Linked DNA regions of Bombyx mori: all the other regions are linked to region 1. A link is a contact called in public Hi-C data. All regions are on one chromosome and are shown on one strand. The core of a region is the stretch at or near the end of the contact, and the rest is flanking DNA. Distances in the headings are between cores, read along the strand shown.

The links. Hi-C and Micro-C count contacts between places; a contact is called where the count stands out from the background.
Region 2: a Hi-C map of posterior silk gland shows a contact between it and region 1, with 3 times the contacts expected there. The contact joins two enhancer-like sites. A contact is called at or near these places in 2 of 7 Hi-C or Micro-C datasets (middle silk gland and posterior silk gland).
Region 3: a Hi-C map of whole pupa shows a contact between it and region 1, with 5 times the contacts expected there. The contact joins two enhancer-like sites. A contact is called at or near these places in 5 of 7 Hi-C or Micro-C datasets (midgut, posterior silk gland, an unstated tissue and 1 more).

Annotation. Positions count from the first base shown.
Region 1 is chr6:5,982,514-5,985,850 of ASM3026992v2, reverse strand. It overlaps a transcript of Ubx not described here. Among protein-coding and RNA genes, the nearest start is that of LOC119628629, 47 kb to the left of the region's middle. Within about 2 kb of position 1,635, at least 8 of the 8 cell types and tissues checked have open chromatin away from gene starts, as enhancers often do.
Region 2 is chr6:6,415,704-6,419,040 of ASM3026992v2, reverse strand. No RefSeq gene overlaps it. Among protein-coding and RNA genes, the nearest start is that of Miriab-8, 49 kb to the right of the region's middle. Within about 2 kb of position 1,675, at least 8 of the 8 cell types and tissues checked have open chromatin away from gene starts, as enhancers often do.
Region 3 is chr6:5,692,146-5,695,482 of ASM3026992v2, reverse strand. All of the region lies in intron 1 of LOC692747 (antennapedia homologue protein), which reads left to right. Among protein-coding and RNA genes, the nearest start is that of LOC692747, 13 kb to the left of the region's middle. Within about 2 kb of position 1,867, at least 7 of the 8 cell types and tissues checked have open chromatin away from gene starts, as enhancers often do.

The DNA.
Region 1 (3,337 bases), core at 386-2,885:
CTTATTCGCCGGTCTACGCGGATTACTGTTGCCCCGCGAACGTAATTGTCTGGATTTCAGAAAGTTGTAGGTTATAACTGTTTCGTATAATCTCAGTTTAATACGATTCTACGCTACGCTTATGGAAGTTTGATTCTGAAGCGTCCCCAAAACGAAGGACTCTTAAGCAAGGTCCGTTATTTATGTGATTAGAGAACTTAGCACTTTTAAAATCAGAAAATCAGTAGATTCTGTTAATATTTAAAACTAACGCGGTATGCTTAACGAACTAATTAAATAAATAAATAGTGTTAGTAAATGACACATCGTATTTATTACATTTTATTTACATAAAAAATAGCTTATGCCTACTTATGTAATTGAGGTTCTAAGGTATCTTTGTGCGCATTTTCATCCTTTGCGTTTTCAAGGCCCAATATTGGTCATAAATACGTAATATTTAGTTATAGTTGGTACTTTATAGTCTGCTTCTAATTATGTAAGTGGATTAAGAACCAATAGGTCGTAAGTCTATTGGTAGGACACTTGATTCGGATATATTCGGATTGACCTTACGACTTAATTTATGAATTATAAAAATGTAGGTAATTTTTACTATTGTCTATCACATTTATCTATACTAATATCTATACTAATATTATAAAGAGGAAAGATTTGTTTGTTTGTTTGTTTCGAATAGGCTCCGAAACTACTGGACCGATTTGAAAAATTCTTTTTCCATTAGAAGCCGACATTGTCCCTGATGAACATAGGCTACTTTTAAAAAAAATAAAAATATTTTTTTTTTTTTGTTTCATGTGTGTTTTAACGTTTCCGAAGCGAAGCGAGGGCGGGTCGCTAGTGAGTTAATAAGCAGCAAAACATTTTTAAATTAATTTTAATAAATTTAATCAAAATCTTGTAGGCCGTCGATCGTATAAGCGGAAGTCTAGCGATTTCCGTTTTAACTAAGTTTAATAATTAATCTGACAGTACGAATTGTAAAGAATCTTGAACTTTAGAAATCAAGTAGCGTCATCTATTGTCGTGAAAAGTTGACATTTCTACGGTCTGTGATATTTTGATTCCGGATTTTGAACGTAGCACCCAACATTTTTTCTTAAAACCAAACTGTATTTAGAGCATATAATATATTTATATTAATCACGAAGGAAGATTTTTAAGAATACATAATATTCAAAATGATTTTAAAAATCATCACAAGCCTTACAATCGAAACAGTTCATCCAGTTTTGTGTAGATGGCGCTGTAATAAAAGTTTAGTAACGTCACAAAAAAAATGGCACGGCACTTATTGAAAAAAGCGAGGGAAATATTTCTTGTTAGACTGAAGGTTGACTAACAAATCGGGTTGTTTATGATGCAATTTACAGATGGTATGTTTTATAGCACTGTAAATTATTTAAAGCCTTAGGGTAATTTTCTTATTTTTCATTCCTGTACATTTATTAATTTTTACTTTAATTAATCTCAAGGAACTACACGTATATCCAACCTTATTTAAATGTATTTTATTATTTCTATTTTGAATAGTATGACGAAGTTGAGGTGAAAAGGTCTAATAGTAAACATTGAAAGAACAGTTGAAAATGCAGCACTAGCGGCCTCAAACGAAGTAATAAAACATCAAGTTTACGATGTGATGATCTCAAATGGCTCATAAAGAGATTCAGGTATTCGCTCACAGATGGCGTCACACGCAATAAGCGACATCTATAACGTAAGGCATGACTTGACAACTCGAGTTCCCAAGCCCGGAGGTTTATGGTTTTATTGGGTTATAAAAGTTACGAGTTATGACCTTCGTCGGTCGAATATGGAGATATCCGGGGGTTGGGCGTGTAAGACAAGAGTACGACTTTTATTGTTTGTAAATTGGCTGTAAAATTATGAGTTTGCTCGTATTACGCGTAATCATGGCGATCAGCTGTTATTTTATGGGACAAATAACTTTATAAGATCAAGTGACGGTTTGAGAGACTATAAAGATTCAGATGGACGACACTCTGTCTACTGAGCAAGGCACAAGGCGCATTCGATTGAATATATAATAATGCAACTTGAAACATAAATATTTGTTTTATCTTTCAATATGCCGTATTTTTCATTTTACTTTTCTAAGTGCTGTTCACTATTTAAAATTAATAAGTAATTAATTAATAATGCTTACTGTAATTAAAGTGAATCAACTAGTGTGGTAATGGCCCTCACCATCTTGAGGCCGACTTTTTGAATTTCTCGCATTCGTTTATTTGAATATTTGGGTCTGAAAATTTAAAAATTATTTTAAAATACTGTAAATCAAATCTAATGGTGTTTGTTAATCTTGCTATAAATATTAATAGGTAGGCAAGGTTAACACTTAGGGTTAGATTAATTTTAATTTTCCAGCTAATTTGTTCTTAAAATTTGTTGAAAATTCTTTAGGTTTTTTCACATCTAATTTCTCTTACTTAAAAGAAGCAGACTATAGTATTTAATTTTTGCAAACAAAGTTGCGCCATACTTACGTGTAAGAGTTTCACTACTCAGCGGCAGATGGCACTATTCAGCTGCGTGTGCGCATTTTTTACCTAATTTCTTCTGTGCTCTAATAATTCAATATCTGTTTTCAATAAAAAAAAAAATACTTTCGATATGTTTTAGGACGTTTTAAGGTATTACGGGTATTTTAAATAACAGAACGCTTAAACAAAAACAAAAGAAAAGTATTACATACAAATTCATTACCAAAATAATAATTAGGCAATAGTGATTCGATAGGCAGCGTCTTGGCCTGCTCCTGGCATTGCTGAAGTCCATGGGCGACGGCAACCACTTACCATCAGGTGGGCCGTATGCTGGTCTGCCTACAAGAGCAATAAAAAAAATTACCTACAGGGTAATTATGGCAATTAAAAAAAAACACTCATTATTTAATTAATCATATCAAGATTCATGATTATATAAAAAAAATCAATTATCGATATAAACAGAAGCCGAAAATTTTCAAGTTTACAATTACATACATATTTGTTTTACGACAAATTTACGAGCGTACAAATCGTTAAGTTGACGTTTACGATCGTTTAACACCTCCCGCCACTGATTGTTTAGTAATCTCGAGTCTTTAGTGGCACCTTAAATTAATTTCGTAAACTTGAAAGACTTTTATGGGTTGTAGAGATCATCGTGTCTTTAAAATATAACACGTTGGCTTGTTTGATTTTATTGGTTAATCATTTTGTTTTCGTAATTCTATAATAATATAACCTCATTTTGATTGTTTGAAGGTTATATTAATAGATATTAATATATGTTTAATCTATGGTATTAAAATAAATGTTCTAATTAAATT
Region 2 (3,337 bases), core at 426-2,925, 430 kb before region 1:
GTAATAGGTACGATTTTTGTACGTACCGCCAATAGCTGTTATTATAATTCCGAATCATCCGTCCGTAGCGGTTCTATATATCCTTAATTAGTTTTCCTAAATTAATATATCCCCTCGTTTCCAATTCGAGCATTATTTTGCACACTTAACATAAAGCTAAACAATTTTAATTTTATTTATTTTCGGTTCTAATATTGGCATATACTATTGTCGTATACTCTACAGTGAGTATGTGCTGTGGCATATCGCTAATAACTAGTGCTATTTGTTGACGTGCAAAATTTACGGCGAAAGACTTAGTAAGCTTTTAGTTGACGCCGATAATATCTCATTCATTTGTTTTTAAGTACCTAAGCCTTGTTAATAGTCGTTCGATTCTATATGTATTAGCATCTTGTTTTTGTTTCTGGATCATAAGTATCTGTTTGATACTTAAATTAGCTACCGTTCTAATACAGTTAAATCTGAGATCTATTACCGATTTGGAAAAAATCAAGCCTTGTTTGTATTCCCCGGTTTCGAAGGCCTCATAAAACTAGGTAAGTGGACGAAGTAAGCAGTTGTACATAATGTAGGTATCTTAACTACATCTTAATTACACATAATTATTTATGTGAGCTTCATATTGACCTTTATATTGAATCGATTTGAGTAAATTATTCTTCTGAAAAGGATAACACAGAAATTAACATATTTTTAAGTCACCTATCTTAATGTTTCTATTCTAATATAACGTGAAACGCTTAATCTGCCTTCCGCTCGGCGCCGACAAACATTTGTTCGTTTGAAATTCTGTCAGAGATTCACCTCATTATTTACTTTACATATTGATAGTTATGTTAATTAAATAAAGAACGATTTAGAATACATCAAATCTCTGTTTTATCGTTGTATGTTTAATTTATAACGCATTGAAACCGCTCTGGATTGAATAAATGAAGCGAAGCTCACAAAACCGCAGACTTAAAGCGCATATCAAAGCTATCGTCTTTCAGATGTCCGTTGATCACGCGGAACGTTTTCTTCACGGCTGTTTATTGAACATAAAAAAAACTACATTATAATTAATTTATTCTCAATAGATTTTATGTTCTATATTTTAAAGGCAATTTCAGTTGTATTTTGATTTCGGACTGGATGGTTGTTTTGTTAATAGTATTGGCGTTAATTTTAACGGTGTTCATAACTGCAGCCGTTTAGTCTTCCGACGGCTATAAGGTTTTTATGTATCTGAATTTTTGATTTTCCTTTTGAATTCAAGACAACAACTTTAAAATTGCTGTCAATGTGACAATGCTTAGTGATGTATTATTGTTTATGTTGTATTAGTGTTATTTTAGTGCTAGTGTGTACAGTGTTGTTTGTATATATTTGTATGTGAAAGTTTAAATCTCAGCCTACAATATTAGTTATTCATCGTAAAACATTTTGGTGTAATTCTTCTGAAATTTTATTACTGCCTTAGGGCAGAATCAGCAGATTTCTCATGAATACACGTAGTCCTACGCCATCAGCCATAACTAAAATGACTGCATACGTCAGGAATATAAAGGAGGTTCTTTATACAAACCCCGCCTGAAATCGCATGGCCGACTGTTCTTCGTACGCCTGACACGACATGATTGGTACAAAACTGTAGAAACTAGTTCATCCAGTATTCCGCCAGCCAATCAGCATCGTGTATTTTAAAAGGTCATTTAGAAGACATCTTGCACAGATCATGCATCTCGCTTATAACTCTGTAGAGAGACCGAGAAGAAAGCATTTGCGTATGTAGTTGTGCAGCTCACAGAGCTACCTTGAAGACAAAACAGATGGCGCTAATTGTCAAGTAGTTCCACTGCTTAACACTAGATGGCGATACCATAGATATAATAAATTATGAAGGAGTCAGCTGTTTCCAATGGGATTATAATGGAAAGAGGGTGTCGCTGTGTCCCAGAAAAGTAACGCATTCTCCTTTACTATTTCAGCCCTTGTTAGTTTATTGTCGTTCACAAAAATTCCAAATTATACACACGGTTATCAAATACTACGCACATATTTATTGTTAAGGTTATTTTTCAGTTTTTCCTTGGTTACTGTTTTAAATACAATACTGATTTAAAGTGAAAAATTCAATAGCACACTTATAGAAGCAGTAGCGATTTTACCGTATCAAAACACGTGGCACTGGTACAGGTTATTGTTTTATGTTGCGTGTGAACCGCCTATTAGCTCGGTAAGTCAAGCGTTCATAAAACTGTTTGTCTATTAATAACGATCTCAGAGACAGTAAACTGTGATTTATTTCCAGCATAAAATAGTTTTAATTTGGTTCTGCATAATTTCTTTGGAGTAGGAAGAAACGCTTCCTTCTTACTTGGTCAGCGAAAAACGAAAATTATATACAAAAAACTATCACCGTCGGCTTGGGATATTTAATTCCTTTTCGTACAAGCTTTCGTAATGGCGCTAAGGATACGTGGTGCACATATCTGTTGCAAAGCACTTTTGCATTTCAGATTAAAATTTAGGACAGTAGTAATACAATGGAATCTCATGTCTCCAGGTGTCTGGCAATGTATGTGATATGGTGTCTACGGATTTCCTTAAAAAAACGTAAGAATATTACTCCCCCTAAAATTTACGTTACTTTAATGAATCCTAAACATTATGTTTATTGTGCTTCTTTATAATACAACATAATATTAACATAATACTCATAAAATAATCTTATATGGCTTAATAAATACAAGATAGAGTTGTATCATGTTTAGGGCTTGAACGTAAATCATTACCTATTTGAAAAGGCATAAGTAAGGTATAAGTTCACTGGAATATCACATTTAAAATATATCATTAATAACAAAGTATTACTAATAACAACAAATAATAGATAATGAAGAAACTACCTAAAGACAAAGAATGAAAATAATGAACACAAGATTAAACTGTGTAGGTAGTTTTAATTAGTTTTAAGATTTTAGGTTTAGATAACACTGAACATTTAGTACAGTTAACTTTATCGATTCGTTACCACCGAGATTATAGTGATAGGAATAAACATCCTGTTTTTTTAGTTAAAAAACACTAATTTGAACGCCATTTTGAATATAGAGTAACAATTAAAGTACTCGTTCAATATAATTTATTACTTAATTTTAATAAAAGTTTCATTATATAAAACAAACGCTTATCATAAATGGCTCTCACAAATTCATAAATGCGTTTATATTTATTTTTTGAATAATATCAAACACGGGTGGCATTTTAAGATTTAATAAAATCATGAATTTATATTTTATTCCATAAAATATTGCATATTAAGTGCTATTATTATAAACTAGTATCTTAA
Region 3 (3,337 bases), core at 618-3,117, 290 kb after region 1:
TGTTGTTCCTGAAATATCAATATAAGAGTTAATGAGAGGATTAGGTAAATTAGATAATAGGATAACTCATCACTAATAGGATTGAGGAAAATGAATAGTGAAACAGACTATTTGCTAGTTATGAAATAAAGTATGTATCTATATATCTCTATCTGTATCTATTATTTAGAACTGAAATAACTAATTTTTTTTTTTATTGCTTAGATGAGTGGACGAGCTCACAGCCCACCTGGTGTTAAGCGGTTACTGGAGCCCATAGACCTCTACAATGTAAATGCGCCACCCACCTTGAGATATAAGTTCTAAGGTCTCAATTATAGTTACAACGGCTGCCCCACCCTTCAAACCGAAACGCATTACTGCTTCACGGCAGAAATAGGCAGGTGGTGGTACCTACCCGTGCGGACTCACAAGAGGTCCTACCACCAGTAGTAATTGTAAAACTTTCATCATCTCTTGGTATATTTAACTAAAAACGACTCGAATTAAAAAGGTTTTAAGCAAATCAAAGTAATAGAGGCCTGAATTCTTTCAGAGAGTTTGCTGTGGCCTAAGAAATTGCTATTCATATATAGCTTTTGACCAATAATTTTTGGCATCCTAACTTTTAAGTTTTATGCCCTGCCGACTTATAAATGAAACAAAATTACAATGGTATAAAAATGTTTCGTAATAACAACATTCCTGTTTCGTAATAAACAAACGCTTAGAAAATAGTTTCAAAAAAAAAAACAAATGACATTATCTAGCTATGCATTAGGTACATATTGCAAATTAACGCGAAGATTACACCGAGTCTTAGTTAATACAAAACGAATAGGCGTTGCTATGGTAATCTGCAATGGTTGTGGAAAAAAAATAGCTATTCTAACAACCAACCATCTAGCAATAGGCGTTGCTAGTGATGTGCTCGCGAGGCGGCAGTAACGGCGCAACATCACGCGAACCGATCCGCCCCGCCGCACGCAACGGCTACACGATTTTTGTAATGTTACCAACGTTTCCACCTTAATAATTACATTTGTAATCGTGTGTACCCGATTAAATCTCGGGTATTCCATCGAATTTCGAAAGCTTGAATTAATCGATTTTATGTTTGCTAGAAAACCGCCGGCTCGGCCGTTGCTGTGGTACCTGCGAAAAAAATAAACGCGCTGAGTGTATTTTTTTAGGGAATATATTGAAGAATATCGGGCAAAGAAATCCTAAATTTATTTAAAACTAGCTGACCCGGCAGACTTCGTAGTGCCTCAATCGATAAATAAAAGACCTAAACTTTTGTATAAAAATAAACTTAAAACAAACAAAAGGAATCCGTCCGGCGGGGGACACGTCAAAGGATAAACAAAATTGTTATTTTTATTTAATTCTGAGCATTTTCATATTTATCTACCTTCCAAACCTTCTCTGGACTTTCACAAATAATTCAAGACCAAAATTAGCCAAATCGGTCCAGCCGTTCTCGAGTTTTAGCGAAACTAACGAACAGCAATTTATTTTTATATATATATATATATATATATATAGGTACATTTAAAATACTGCGACTCTAAAAAGAAATTTCGTAAAGACGAAATTGCTCGTAAAGTACACTACATACTATAATAATTTATCAGACTCATTAACTAATTACCTACTTACTAATTTATTGGATGCTTTATAAACTTTTTAACGTAAATGATTAACTAAATTTAAATGGATCATAAGCCGAAACGGAAACTTCCCAGAATATGTATCTGAATCTTTTAACATCGCATCAATAATCATGAAAATAGTCCAAGTGCAAAGAGCTAACACTTATTGTTGATAAACGGCGGCCATCACTGCATGCCACGGCCCATTATAGGAGCGTGACGTCACCGCCCCGCCCCCCACCTCTTCGCTTCAATCAAACCGGGGAACCCTCGTCATGCCCCCACCCCACGTTCCGCTCTACTGACTTTGCAATTTTTTTCTCATAATAATAACGTCGAAAAAATCTCGCAAAAAGTATCTATGGACGCTTTCCTCGATCTATGCCTATCGATAGAGTTTTTTGTCTTCTAACCAGCCAGTGTTTCTACGAGAATCTACATTTGAATTTCTTTAGAATTGCTTTTTTTTTTAAACAAATACTCTTTTGGTTTTAAGTCTAATCCATTTTTTTAATTATCTAGCTTGTTAATTTATAATTCAATTAGTAATATTGGATAATAGGTTATGTAAATAGCTGAGCAATGCTCAGACATACCGTATAAATTAACAATAAGAAGGTCATGACAGTGGTCGCAGGTGTTTCAAAACAAAAGAAAAGTAAAAAAAATTACTTCTACAACTATGAATTATTATACTATTCGGGTTACACTTGTTGTTTTCATAAGAACATAACTGTATTAAATAGACATTTTTTCCTTTCCTTCTAACCGTAAGGTGACATAATACTTTAGGTAATAACAATTACGTTATTCTCGATTAAAAATTGACAAAACCATTAAACAAAATGCCCGATTAAGAAATCTCCGGAGAAGTTTCTTACAATTTTAAATCATTTACAGCAATGAATTATGAAAATCATTCTGATTTTACGAAATAAGATTTAGACTTTGCCATCTATTATTGAAAAGTAAAAATATTTATTTCTTGTCAACAAAAGAATGGAATATACTACTCACCAATAGAGGTCAGGACTTTCAAGTTAAAAAATCAAACAAATAAGTAATTTAGTTCAAAGGTACTGCGGTAGATGGTGCTGTATTCAAAACAAGTTTTGTGAGGCAACTTAATTTGGGTAAAATTTATTAACTGTCTTCAAAAGATTGTCCAAAGTTGGAGATAATCGTTTTGCTACTTACTGTAGACATGTTGAGGATGTAGCATAAAATGAAATGCTTAGGATGGTCTTAATTTTTTTTATGTGTAGATAATACCTAGTTACTTACTTATTACATGCATACCAGCCGTACATACCCATTAACTATATAATGTCGCTAACCTTAAAAAAGAAGCCAGCTCTCGAAATTTGCTGTTTCGCTCATTTATTTTTCAGTTGAACATTAAGTAGTTGAAAAATTTACTCGTTTTCAGGGATTTCCAGGAATGATGATTCCTTGGAGTCTGAAGAAAGGACTATGACACATGTGTTGGGATTATCTTCAAAACTGTAGTAAGCATGAATTGCAGAAAGTTATTAATTTAACAAGGTAGATAGATAGCTGCGTATTTCTGTTAAATTTTATATAATTCCTTAATCGCATAGCTTAACCCTTGTCAGTTTTGACAGCGTCTAAATTAATAGTGCGTGAAGGTATTTAGCAATTTAATTTATGTGTAAATAACGATTTATGTGTTTACCTGAAAA